2 separate regions of the Anser cygnoides genome follow, and region 2 is linked to region 1. Evidence: chromatin contacts called from public Hi-C data. All regions are on one chromosome and are shown on one strand. Each heading gives the region's core, a stretch centred on a gene start, on an enhancer-like site or on the middle of the called end of the contact. The rest is flanking DNA. Distances are from core to core; before and after follow the strand shown. Region 1 holds the start of WDFY2 (WD repeat and FYVE domain containing 2). Region 2 overlaps WDFY2 (WD repeat and FYVE domain containing 2).

Evidence for each region. Hi-C and Micro-C count contacts between places; a contact is called where the count stands out from the background.
Region 2: a contact with region 1 is called in a Hi-C map of granulosa cells, with 2.2 times the contacts expected there. The contact joins the enhancer-like site here to the promoter of WDFY2 in region 1. A contact is called at or near these places in 4 of 7 Hi-C or Micro-C datasets (fetal liver, granulosa cells and liver).

What each region holds. Positions count from the first base shown.
Region 1 is chr1:184,120,963-184,127,568 of Taihu_goose_T2T_genome, forward strand. It overlaps WDFY2 (WD repeat and FYVE domain containing 2), which reads left to right and starts at 3,989. Exons shown (of 12, transcript XM_013179669.3): 1 at 3,989-4,172. The coding sequence starts at 4,036. It overlaps LOC136789405 (a long non-coding RNA gene), which reads right to left and starts at 3,804. Exons shown (of 2, transcript XR_010828178.1): 1 at 3,664-3,804; 2 at 1-980.
Region 2 is chr1:184,170,774-184,177,379 of Taihu_goose_T2T_genome, forward strand. It overlaps WDFY2 (WD repeat and FYVE domain containing 2), which reads left to right. Exons shown (of 12, transcript XM_013179669.3): 5 at 724-874; 6 at 2,701-2,813; 7 at 3,758-3,884; 8 at 6,590-6,606. Among named protein-coding and RNA genes, the nearest start is that of DHRS12, 45 kb to the right of the region's middle. Within about 2 kb of position 4,203, at least 1 of the 3 cell types and tissues checked has open chromatin away from gene starts, as enhancers often do.

The sequences.
Region 1 (6,606 bases), core at 2,739-5,238:
TAATGGCTCAAAGGGGCACAAGTTAAATAGTTCTTAAATTTTAATCACCATAAAATAGCTTTTTCTTTATGAAAGGCTTGTTCTTGGGAATATAAATATTACTCTAATTATTGTTGAGCACTTTAGAAAAGGACAGTTTTTGTTAGTACCCGCAAAGATGCCAACATATTTATTAAATTGTCCCACTCCTACTGGGTGGCCCCAGTGCTTGCCAGTTTTAGCTGAAAGGTTTGCAAGATGTCACGACGTTGCCAGATCATGTCACAAAAATTGTTTTGCAGAACAGTTACCCTTATGCCAAAGCAGTACCTATTGCTGTGCTTTTGGGGCTAGGGATTTCTCCTCTTGTTCTAACAAGAAGTAACAACCTTGAAGATACAAGTATCCAAAAATAGGGCTGACAGCAGAGCTGGGAGAGGTCCAGGTCCCTCCTCCCCGGGCCCCCTGCTCACCTGCACGTCCAAATCCTCTCCATGTTGCTGCAACTGTCATGTGAGAAGTGATTACCTACTTTTCAAGAGAAAATTAGTTCCTAAAACTCAGAAAAATCTCACTCGGATATACCGAAATGAGAAAACAAAACCAAAAGTCAGCAAACAAGACAAAACGGAAGATGGAGCCAGAGAGCAACTTTTAAAGCAAAGTGCCAAAGATCGGGAATTGAATTTGCTCCAGCTCACAAGACTGCAGAGGAGGAACCGGAGAAAGTAACCAAGACTCTGGTGTGGTACGAGGGCATGGAAATTGGCTCCGCTGTGTGTGAACACAGTGATCCAAAGCAGCACCCTTTCCCAGAGCTATTCTGTCCTCACCCAATCCAAGAAGATATGGACCAGTCTTATTGCTAGCAGGCAGGCCGGTTCAATCCACTCCATCCAAATCAAAGGAGTGAAAGTCAACCCATACCAAGAAAAAAAGGCTGAGGAGAACGCTTCATTTACCGTGTGGCATGCCAAAAATGCAGAGCAGGAGGAAGGACGCTAAGAAACAAAGATGAGGCGATATTAATTTGATATAAAGTTGCCTTTTTCAGTTTGTTTTTTTTTTTTTCAACCCATGCTAATGGCAGATGTATTCTTACAAGAAAGTTCAAATAATCCAAGCATATCACATTTTTATGGAAGTTGAAAAAGAACTGAATATGCTTGCTTTGCTTGGCTTCTAGTTCAGTTACAAGGAGTCATCCTAGAAATATTTTCAACCCATGCAATTTTACCATAAAGCTCTGATAGAAAATGAAAAAAAATATATCTGCTAATAAGTAGTGGTAAGATTTATTTTCTTGATTTTTTCCCATTATATGGGGAAACACTTTTCTAAACTACCCTAATTTTGTTTCTGCAGGTAGTCATTAAAATTGATGACTACAGCTATTCTAGCTTGAAGTCTTTTTGTCCATTAGTTTATGTGGTTATAAGAAAATCGTTGCTAAAAAGTGAATCATTTTTGATTGGATTGTGTGTGAGAATGGTAGATCTGGGAAAACACTCAGATCTTGTTGGTAATTTCAATGCCTTTTCCACCATTACAACCACATTCTTTTAGCCTGTCGGGTACAATGCAGGAGTAAGCTCCAGGTTTCTGGCTTACTGTAAAATCTTATTTCTTCTCTGCTTTCCTTTCTCCTTTCCCCAGCTTTTCAAGCAATGCTCTTCTTCTCTCAGTCACAGCAAGACAATTATTTGTGCGCAATAATTTCCCAAGCATATTTCTCTACCTTATAAGGGAGATGAGAGCACTGACCCCAGATTTGGACACCTGGTAAAGTGATGTACCAGAGCTCAGGATTTCATTTTCTATTATTTAAGTACCTTCCTGGTCTTGCTGAGGAAGTAACCATTAAAGATAAGCTTTAAAATAAGCCCTTAAGATTTTTATCTTGACTGACTCTAAGCCCACTGGAGCATCTCTTGCATTGTGGGCTTTTCTTTTTTTTAAACGGTAAATCATTACCAAAGATTAGACCTTTATATAAAGCATAGATTTCATTTCAGAGTGTCATTATTTGGCTTTGATCCAAATGCATGCCCCTGGCGGCCAGGCTGTTGCTGCCTGTGAAACCTGCATTCAATGGGTGCACCTGAACAACCATGTCATAGCCACCAAGTGGAGTATCTTCTGCACCTTTTTAGAAACAGGAAAGTAAAAGAGAATGTCCATTTAGGACTGTTTTTAGTGTTTTCCTCCAGAAGGGCAGTGTATTAGATCTTGAAGGAGTAGTGTTGTGTCCAAGAATGTTTAAAGATAAGGGAGAGGCAAGGGAAATAGAATTTCTCAATAGGCAATTGATGAAACAAACAAACAAACACCAGCTAATTTGAGGGATGCATAGGACCAGCTCCGGGTCCTGTGAACCATACCTTGTTAAGATAATCATTTCCCCCTTACTCACTTCCTTGAAGGTCTACTGGGCAAAAAATATTCTACGTCTCCCTAGAGCCTGCAGTATGTTGCCTCCAGCATACTTTCAGACCATGTTTATCTATGAATAGTGCATAGTGCCAAATCCTGAATGCAAACAAACTGCAAAGACAGCAGCCCTTGCCAGATTTCTTCAGACTTTAGTTTTCAAAGACATTTTAAGGTATACATCCATTCTGAAAATTGTCAAGTATATCAGCATCTTCAAAGAATATTTCATACATCATGTAGCAATGCAAGCTTTTCTGGCTGTAGGTCTAGCTGTAGGTCTAGCCTAGGACCGCAGGGTCATCTGTAGCAGTAAGAGGGCTGGTTTCCATCTTCAGTTCTCTAGTAGCAGTTCCCTTCTAAGGATTGTGAGAAAGGGATGTTATCTAATGTGATCATACATCCCCTGGGAAACAGCTTGAGATTGCAGATGCATTTCCTACAAGCCATTATCTGTTGCTGACCAGACATTTCCCTCCACAGTACACTTGTGAACTTCAAATAGTTCAGTGAAGTACAGCTTAAATGCCTTGCTGTGGTCCTGCAGGCCTCCAGACCCTGTTTGTCTAGTATAATATGTTCAGTTTACTAAACACTATCTAGAATTTAGTTTTCACTTCTATACGTGACAGTCTTGTCACAAATTGCACAACAAATATACGCCTATCTGCTAAACTCATAAGCCTCCTCAATTTCTCTGCTGATGGGAAGGACTTTTTTTTTTTTTTTCAGAGAACTGCCGCACTTCATCTTACCATGGGTAAGTTTAAAGTTATACTTGAAGTAACGCTTTCCAGCCTGCAAATCACTTCTGCGATGTAGGACAACTGTTCAGATACCTAGAATTGTTTTCCGGAGTTCTCCAGACGGATTATGAAAGATTGCCTTTGGCATACACTTCAAGAGAAAGCGTGTGTTTGTTTGTTTGTTTGTTTGTTTTGCTGACGTTAGCACAGAGCTTTGGGTAAGTTCCCTGACCTTCTTGGACCTCAATGAACCCAACAGGAAAAGTGAGCAAAAAGCAGAATCTCGCTGAAAAGCAGTTGCTGGAGCCCCATTGCATTTCCCTTAGAAATTCACCACGAGAGAGTTCGTAATCTAAATACAGACAAGCCTTGGTATTGCGAGCGAGGAGCTTTGCAACCAGCCGGCCACCGTGTGGCGACCGGGCAGGGAGGGCTGCCCTCCGGCACCCGGACCCGCACCCCCGCTCGGGAAAGCAGCCATCTACACCCAGTTTTTAACCACCATTACCTGCTCAAGGCCTCCCTTTAGCAGCCCGGCTCCTGACAGCTGCCTGCAAGACCCGAGGTTAATCCTCCCCGCAGCGCTCAGGCAGGCTGGCCGCCGGGACACCCCTGGGGGCGCTGCGAGATGGCGACGCCGCCCGCCGCCATTTCCCCCCTCAGCCCCCCGCACCGCCCGGCCCGGCCCAGGGGGGCGGCCCGGCCCGGCTCGGGGGCGGTGCCGCCGCTTCCTCGGTTCCTGCTTCCCGGGGAGCCCGGGGGATGAGCGACAGAGCCCGGCACCGTGCACCGAGTCCCTCCTTCTCCTTCTCCTCCTCCTCCTCCTCGGTGCGGCCGCCTCCCCTCGCCGCAGCCTCCCCTCGCCGCAGCGGCGGTGCCCATGGCGGCGGAGCCGCAGCCCAAGGCGCTGACCCGCAAGCCCCTCCTGCTCAACAAAGTGGAGGGCTCGCAGGAGGTGGTGAACATGGCAGCGATCGTGCCCAAGGAGGACGGGGTCATCAGCGTCTCCGAGGACAGGTACCGGGAACGGGCAGCCGGGCGCTGGCTCCCCCGGAGCAGCCGGGTTGCAGGGCGGCGGTGGTGGTCCCACCCTGGTGGTGGTCCTGGTGGTCCTGATCCTGATGGTCCTGGTGATGGTGGTGGTCCTGGTGGTCCTGGTCCTGCTGGTGGTGGTGGAGGTGGTGGTTCAGGTCCTGTGGTGAGGGTGCTGGGGGTGCCGCGGGGATCCTTGCTGACCTTGCCTGAAGGTTTGCGGTGCTGCTGGCGAAGGCAGTTCTCGTTCCCCTTTCCCCTCTCCCAAGTGTTTCTCGGTGGTTGTTTAAAAATGCCCTATCGCGGTGATAAGATCTTGGAGTTCAGTCCCGTGCTGTAAAGCTGCCAAGGAGCAGAAGGTTTTCGGGCCCTTCAGCTGCGCGGCGTGGGGTGAACGCGTGGCTGACGCTGCTCGGAGGCGATCCGCTCTCCCCTGCAAGAGCCTGAGCTTCATGCAGCCTTCCAGCTGAAGTTTCACACTGAATTCTGAAGGTGCCTTCCTTTAAAGTCAGAGCTCAGTTTTCCTGCACAATCCATACTTAATTATTTTAAACAGAATTTCTTTACAACTCAGGTGCACCTAACCTGTGCCCCCAGCTGTCTGCTTGAAAGGCAAACGCGTGAATATGTCGCGATTCTCCAGGTTTTTTGGGGGGACTATTTCTCTTGGACACCCGTTATCCTGTTCAGTGTCTGTTTTTATTTCTCTGTCAGCTTTCCTGAAAACTGTGAGTATTTCTTTCATCCTGTCGTTGTCCTCACTGTGCGTTAGTTTCCAGCTAGTTGTCAGACATGTGAACCGTGTAAATCCAAGATGATTTAAGTTCATCTAAGCCATGGTCTCCAAGTAAGTTGTCATGGCTCACAGCGAGAAGAGCTGCTTCAAACAAGTACACTGTAGAAGCGTCTTTAAACAGAGTTTTAAAGTGCTACATGGCCATGATTTAATTTTCTTTATGTTTTTCACTTACTTGTTGTGAAACTGAATAGCGCTTACTCAGCTAATTCTTTTTATCAGTAAAGACGTATTCCTGAAATTAATTTGCTCTCATATGGGTCTCTCTCAACTTCTGTCGCTCCCCCCCACCACAGAAAACAATTAGTATCTAGCTTCCGCTATTTTAGCAGGTATGAATTGGTGAGAATAGGTGGGTGCCGCAAGTCAATATTTCTTGGTAGAGAAAGGGATTGGTGACATGCGTTTGCTTCACTAATAATTGAGATGTTAGGTTCAAGAAAACAGCGGTGAAGCGGAGCCCAGAGGTTTGTCACTCAGCAACTTACTAGTTTGACAGCAGCACCCCCTCTCTCCTGTCCCAGCACTAGCCGCTAATGTAGGACCCTAATTTATGTCCTGCTTGCTGCTGCAGCTGGAGAAAGAAATCTGCTGCTAGGTGTCTAAAGGTGATACAGGATAGCTCAAAGGAAACAAGAAGTACTGTGTTAAGTCTGGGGGCTCCCAGGTCATTTTCTGTATAAAGGCACTAACGAGGTAACCTACTTGCTCACGGGCCAGTTTGTGGTGTATTTGAGGTGCTATAAGCTATGATCTTGCCTTTTATTTCTTTAGGCATGAAGATATTGATTGATCCTTTCTCCTTTCATTTTCCATCTGCATTGGCATTTTTATTGTAATTAGAAGATTCAGAGACTAAAACTTATTTGGAAGGAATAGCAGTTTGGAATTCAAACTTGGAGGCTTCCAGATACCTGGGGTTGGAGAAACGTTTACCAGACTCTCAATACCTGTGCCTTATGATCAGGCTTCTGCAGATCCTTCCTGTTTGGACCTGCCTCCTGGTGTTAGTGTTGAGGCTGTTGTTTAATGGCCTTGGAATGTGGAGGGCTTTTAGAGATTCCTGGAAACTGCAAAGGGTGGTTATGGAGATGTTATCTGTCTCTTTACTTGGGGAAATTAAGTGAGTTTTGGCTGAGTTTACCAGCCTGTGATATGTTGGTCATATGAGAGAGATGCTCTGAAACTTTTGCAGAGGACTTTAGCTGGAAGGACTTGCTGTTCCCAGCATGTGCTTTGGACTGGGGAGGTCATCTGGAAAGAGAAGGCAATTCTCTGTTGGCTTGCTAGTTAATAGCTGAGCATATCGAAGTTGAAGCTGCTGGTAGTCTTTTAACATATGCAACAAGTAGGCATCGCTTTGCAGTTTTCTTTAATGCATTATATGGCTCTATAGCTGTAAATCCTTCAAAGCAGGAGCTTGGCCTCCAGTCTGTATTTTGTGTGACACCAGTGGTTTTATCTGGTTTTAAAAGACTGCGGAAGTGGTTCCAGCTATAGCTTGCAGACATAGCCACGCATTATGTAGCCCTGAATTGTTTGTGTTTATAGCACATACATGCACATATTTTCAGGAATAAAATGAAAACTGAGTAATAAACCAGAGTATGGTCGTTCCTCATG
Region 2 (6,606 bases), core at 2,953-5,452, 50 kb after region 1:
TAAAATGTCAGCTCAATCAGCACTTCACAACCAAACCCACTGGTCATTCATACAAAAAGCCCTCTCTGTAGAAGCCTGGGTTCCATTGCTTTAATGAAAAGCTTTTGAGGGCTTTATTTAGGTAGCAGCAGCAATTTATTCATTCAGCTGGTTTATTCATCTTGCCCAGCTGTGATCTTTTCCTTTTTTATTTGTTATTTTTCCCATTTTCTTTTTAGCTGATTCCCATGCAATGCTAAAGCTTCCCTCTGGTGTTGGGTTGTGCCTGCACGTAACTCCTTATGCTGCTGGGGTATGGAGGAGCAGCAGCATGCTGCCACATGGGCATCTGCTGTCATAAAACCAGCTCAAGACAGGTTTAAACAGAGCCTTTTCCACAATGGCTGCTTTGTTGGTGATGGTACAAGGATGGAAGAGAGACTTGGGCTACCTTAAAAGATAGATGGCTAATGTAGGCGTGGAAGGAATAAAGTTTTGCTTCTTCTCTTCCTCGTGCAAACATTGAATGTGCAGGGGAGGAGTCTTACAGGCTTTCATGGTATCTCATGTCAACAGGGTTATCGAACAGGAGCTTCTTCTGTAGGGAAGGGCGAGCAGATGAGCAGGGAATGGCAGAGCTGCGTGCAAGGGGTGCTGTTTCCAGTGGTCTTCTACCTGCGTGTTCTTTGCGGTGCAATTATATGTCTGTCTGCTTAATTTTATGTCTGTTTGCTTAATTTTCAGCTCATCAAAGCAGGGTCATAATGATTCTGTTCGTCCTGGAGATGGAGTGGGTGCTGAGCACCGGACAAGACAAGCACTTCACGTGGCACTGTTCAGAGAGCGGCCAGCGCCTGGGAGGGTACCGCACCAGCGCGGGGGCCTGTGGCCTGCAGTATCCTTTGCTGAGCTCTTTGGCACTTAAACAGCCTTTTTGTTTGTTAGCTTTCTTTTTTTATTTCCCTAATTGTCCTCCGACTTTTGTGCCCTGTGTAGGTTCAGTGTTTTGTAAGAGAAACCGTTATCTAAAGCCGATTAAAAAAAAAACAACAACCCAACACTAACTGTTCTCCTTGCTTTGTCTCCTTAATACGTGGTGGCATATTTAGGTCTTAGCATTTCTGAGCAAAACAATGGGCAATCTGCAACCTGTTGTGGTCTGCTATTGTAATAAGTAAGGACAGGGCCTTCGTTCAAACATGCAGTGTATTCTTTTTTTCTAAAAATTAATGGTAGCAAAGTAGGTCGGCGATCAGGTCAGTGTGTGTGTGTCTATGCATGGTAAGAATTAAATGACTTTAATATGAAATAATGAGTACTTGTCTTTCACTCTGGAACAGCCCACTGTGCATTGGGAATTTGGGCCAACTAAAGAATAAATGGCTCCAGAAATGGCACTCAAGTGGCTTATTCACCTAGAGCTGCCCCAGCTGCCTGAGAATAAAAGAAATATTAATTCAGCTTTATTGCAAATGAAAAGGGAAGTAGAAAAGTATGAGCTCTTAGGCTGAAATCAGGGGTTAGCATAAACAGACCTTTTAGTGCCCCGTAGCATATGTGCTAGAGATGATGTGTGTTCTGCTAGTTCATGGGAAATGAGACTGACTCAAAATTACACTCTGAACAAGGGAAATATAAGCACTTGCTTTATATCTTCTGGTTGAATGAAGGGCAAACTAATCTAAATGGCATAGTGTGTGAACTCCATTTTTAATTAATTAATAAATATTTTAGAAAGTGTGATATAAAAATTTGTTCTGCATTTCCTAAAGCTCTCTAGAGAGCAGACTGGTTCAAGTGATTGCAAATTTTGGAGGACACTTTAATTTGGGTCGTTGGGTCATGCTGGTGGAGGGCCAGGGAAATGACAACCATTGACAAATACTGAAAAACCTTGGCAGAACCAGGAATGTTTGGGTTTGGTTGTTTTTGTTGTTGTTGTTTTCCCCAGTGTCCTGACTGCATTTGATCAATGTGAAGGAATTGATCCTTTAATATGCAATATGGAATCTAAATGTGCAATTAAATCAGATGAAGAGGTCAGAATCTGTTGAGATAGATGGCTCCAGTAAGTGGCTGAATGGGTCTGGATTTTATTCAGTTAAGAATATGGTGTGTGATACACCTGATGTAACTGACAGTTCCCCACATATGTTATAAAACATAGACTGGCTCTTGCAACATGAGCATTGCCACCAAATTGCTATTAAAAACCGTTTAAGGAGATAATCTTCTGGAGGACTTCTATGACACTGGCCAGTGGTCTGGAAAAAAGATGAAAGTTTTATTTGTATACATAAATATAACAAAGAAGCAGGAAACAAGTAACAGTTATTTTAAACACTTTTATGGAAGGAAAGAGGAATAATAAACACCATGAGACTCTAGCACCTAAGCTAGAGAGCCTGGGAAGATGAGACTCCTCTGTTCGTGGCAAAGGGCTACTTCCAAGGCATTTCATAATTTGTGTTTTTATTATATTATTATATCTTCAGGAAGTCTCTTTTTTCTTGCTATTTGGTTTACTCAGACTGCTTTATTAATATGAACAGCTATGAGTTTGATATCTAAAAGTACACCCTGAATACCTCCTTGAAACTGGAGCACTATTCATGAGGTTGCAGTACGCTCATGTTAAAAGCATTAACAAGTCATGAAAAGCAGTGCATTAAACAAAAATTGTGCGCAAACAATGTATATTCCTCAGCATTTGTCCATCAGATTCGATGTGGAAACTCGGCACGTGTTTGTTGGTGATCATTCTGGGCAAGTAACCATACTCAAACTAGAGCAAGAGTCCTGCAGCCTTGTTACAACATTTAAGGGACACACAGGTAAGGCTTGAGGAGGAGACCCTATTTGGTTCTTCATCTGTGCTCAGCATCATGGCAATGTAACTCTCCTGTGAAACAGTAAATAGCATGGAAAGGGAGCTCAAACTGTCCCTATAGCTCAGGGAAGTTTATTCTTTATTGCTGAAAAGAAGAGAGGGATTAGACTTCTGAAAAGTGCAGGAAATACCCCTATCAGTTACTGCTAATTAAAGTAGAGTGAGGACAAAAGTTGCAGTATCTCTGGGGGTGGAAAAGATGCTTCCTGGGGAAAGACCCATATTGGTACACATTATTGCCCAGGTGGGTTATGCACATCCAAGATGTGCTTATTGGAGGAGCTGAGTGGTGGTTTTGCTACTGGGGCTTGTGCTCCATCATGCTTTAAAAACAGCAGCCCTGGGATGTGAACTTGCTGTCAAACAGAAGAAACGATCATTCCTCAGCACCTTCCCTTCGTATCCCTCCTCTGTGACTGAATGCTGATAACTCGAGCACAAGGCAGTTCAATCCCCGTACTAAGAAACTGTGAAGATTTCTGTAGATTTCCCACTTCCTTCTGTTTTACTGTAAAATCTGTCACCTGGGAGTGGTGGAGATGAAAAGCTGTGCAGTTACACTGTGACCATCATATGATGGCTTTCCTTCTGCTGCTCTCTGCTGCTCAGTGGGTTCATCCACACAAGCAAGCAGCAGCTGAGCCCTCTGGCTGCAGAAGAGCAGGGTTAGGGCTTCAGTAACATTTCCAGGCTGCTGCTTATCAGATGGGCAGTACAGTGGCTGCATGGCCCTTGCTAAAGAGACCACTTTTAATCACTCTCTCTCTGGTTTTGGTGTTATATTTAAATATGTATCTGTGTATTTGGTGATATCTTCAAATATGTACCTATATATTTAGCTACATTCTTCTGTAATAAAATGACTGTTCTGTGCATCTCTTATTTCAGGCGGTGTCACTGCTCTCTGTTGGGACCCAATACAGCGAGTTTTATTCTCAGGCAGTTCTGATCATTCCATTATAATGTGGGATATTGGAGGAAGAAAAGGAACAGCCATCGAGCTGCAAGGACATAAGTACGTTCAAAGCCCTTCCTCCTGTTTTTATGAGAGAAAAGCTGAAGGCAGAAGCCACATCTGGAAACAGAAACAGCCCAGAGGTTACGGTTTTCACATGCCTCAAGCTTGTATGTGTGACTCCCTGTGGTCCATATACAACCAGAGTAAATTGTTTAAAGTGAGTTTTTCAGTTTGGGGCCCACAGGCTGCTTTAAAAGTCTGCAAAGGGTAGTGAAAGAAAGCACAATTATCTGCAGTCCTGAATGTGTTATGTGAGAGTGCACCTCTGCTGGAAAGGAAGGGTCCTCAAATGAAAACAGCTGCAGGGAAATTCTTGCTTTTTAGGTGTCAGGTTCTTTCGTTCCCCTAGAGGGAGCATCAGGCTTGGACAATTAGTTATGTTTTACTCCATGCTAACCAGGTGTTTTCCATCTCACTTTACCTCCAGCCTGAATTACAAGTAATATGCTTTACCCATATGGGCTTTCAACATCTCTGTAATGCAAAGAGGCTTCATCTCTGCACGTACAGACCTCACACTTGCATTGTACAGTAGATGTCTTTGAAGAAGAGTAAGCCTGTGCTGGGCGTTCATTAGGCTAGAAGTAGAATGGCTGTTGTTGCAATGACTTCTGAGCCTTTTAAATGCTGGCATACATGTTAGGTAGGTATGGAGAGGCAAAATCCCATGGTGGTTTTGGTCTGGCAGTATTTACAGCTTCTTACATATTCATACATTTCCCTTGAGTGATGCTGTGCTCTGCTGAGTGGTTTGGTTGGGCCACTGGGACTTCGGAGCACTGTGGAGTTCTTGTGGGAATTCCCAGATCACTCTTGAACCCTAACGCTGGCACTTGCTAATGCACTTCTGCTATATTTATTGCTGGGGAAACAAGTTCTTCTGATACGAAGTTAGCCTCTGGATCTTAATGGGTAGCATGGCTGTTGGCAGGCTCCATGCAGTATAGAGACCTGGTCCTAATGACAATGGGGATCAGGAAACATTTCACTTAATGCAGGTCAGCACTGTGAAGGTAGACTGAAGGAAGAAAGAATCAAAAAATTCTTTGTGGGTTTAAACCATATTGTTTCTTAAATGCTGCTTTTTCTTCAAAGAAGAAGCAAAAGCACCTAAATCATCCACCTTAGCTTGGGAAGGCTTAGAAACAGTTTAGCAATTCCTGTATTATTTTTGAAACTCTCCATGCTTGTTAGTGCTAAAAGAAAATCTTCAGCAGTTATTTAGTGCTTTGTTTCTAGATGTTGCAGAGTGTTACCAAAACACAGAATCACAGAATGGTTGAGGCTGGAAGGAACCTCTGGAGATCATCTGGTCCAATTCCTCTGCTGAGCATGGTCACGTAGAGCACATTGCGCAGGATCACATCCAGGAGAGTTTTGATTATCTCCAGAGAAGGAGACTCCACAACCTCTCTGGGCAACCTGTTCCAGTGCTCTGTCACCCTCACAGTAAAGATGTGTTTTCTCCCATTCAGCTGGAACTTGCTGTGTTTCAGTTCGTGCCCCTTGCCTCTTATCCTGTCTCTGGCACCACTGCAGACAGTCTGGCCCCATCCTCTTGACATCCTCCCTTCAGATATTTATAGACATTGATAAGATCCCTTCTCAGCCATCTCTTCTCCAAGAGAAACAGGCCCAGCTCTCTCAGCCTGTCCTCATGACAGGTGCTCCTGTCCCCTCATCACCTAAGCAGCCCTCCTCTGAACTCGCTCCAGTAGTTCCATGTCCCTCTTCCACTGGGGAGCCCAGAAGTGGACACAACACTCCAGGTGTGGCCTCACCAGGGCTGAGAAGAGGGAGAGGATCATCTCCCTCGACCTGCTGGCAACACTTCCAAATGCAGCCCAGGACACCGTTGGTCTTCTTGGCCACGAGGGCACATTGCTGGCTCATGGTCAGCCTGCTGTCCACCAGGACTCCCAGGTCCTCTCCAGCAGGTCACCCCCCAGCCTGTACTGGTGGTTGGGGTTATTCCTCCCTAGGTGCAGGACCCTGCTCTTGCCTTTGTTGAACTTCATGAGGTTCCTCTCCAGCCTGTCAAGGTCCCTCTGCATGGCAGCACAGCCCTCTGGGGTATCGGCCACTCCTCCCAGATCTGTGTCATCAGCAAACTTGCTGAGGGTGCGCTTGGTTCCATCATCTAGGCCATTGATGAAGAAGTTGAAGAAGACTGGTCCCAGTACTGCCCCCTGGGGCAACCACTATGTAGAGACCTTCAACTGAGCACAACCCTCTGAGCTCTGCCATCCAGCCAGTTCTCAGCCCACCTCACTGTCCATTCATCTGTCCCACACTTCCTGAGCTTGCCTATGAGGATGCTGTGGGAGATACCTACTAAGCTTCTGAAGAGAAGCCGCCTTACCAGGGCACTCAGATGTGAGCGGGCGAGACCCTGCAGTTGCAGCCCTGTTCTGGCTTCCCAGCTCAGCTCCCAGTCTCAGGAGCAGTGAAACCAGTTATCAGGACAGGTCCTTGCTTTTGTGGATGCTGCCCAGGTGAGCAATGCTCTGGCTCTGGTCCCACCTGGACTGCAAAGACTTCAATTTGCATCCAAAGAATACCAAGAAAATTCAAAACAGGGAAACAAAAAACACACAACATACAGGCAAACGAGTGATTTATATTGCTTTATTGTACGTTTTGTGCTTACTTTTGTGCCAGCCTTAAATGGTTGATTACTAACTGTCTTGTTTCTTTTCCAGTGACCGAGTTCAGTCTC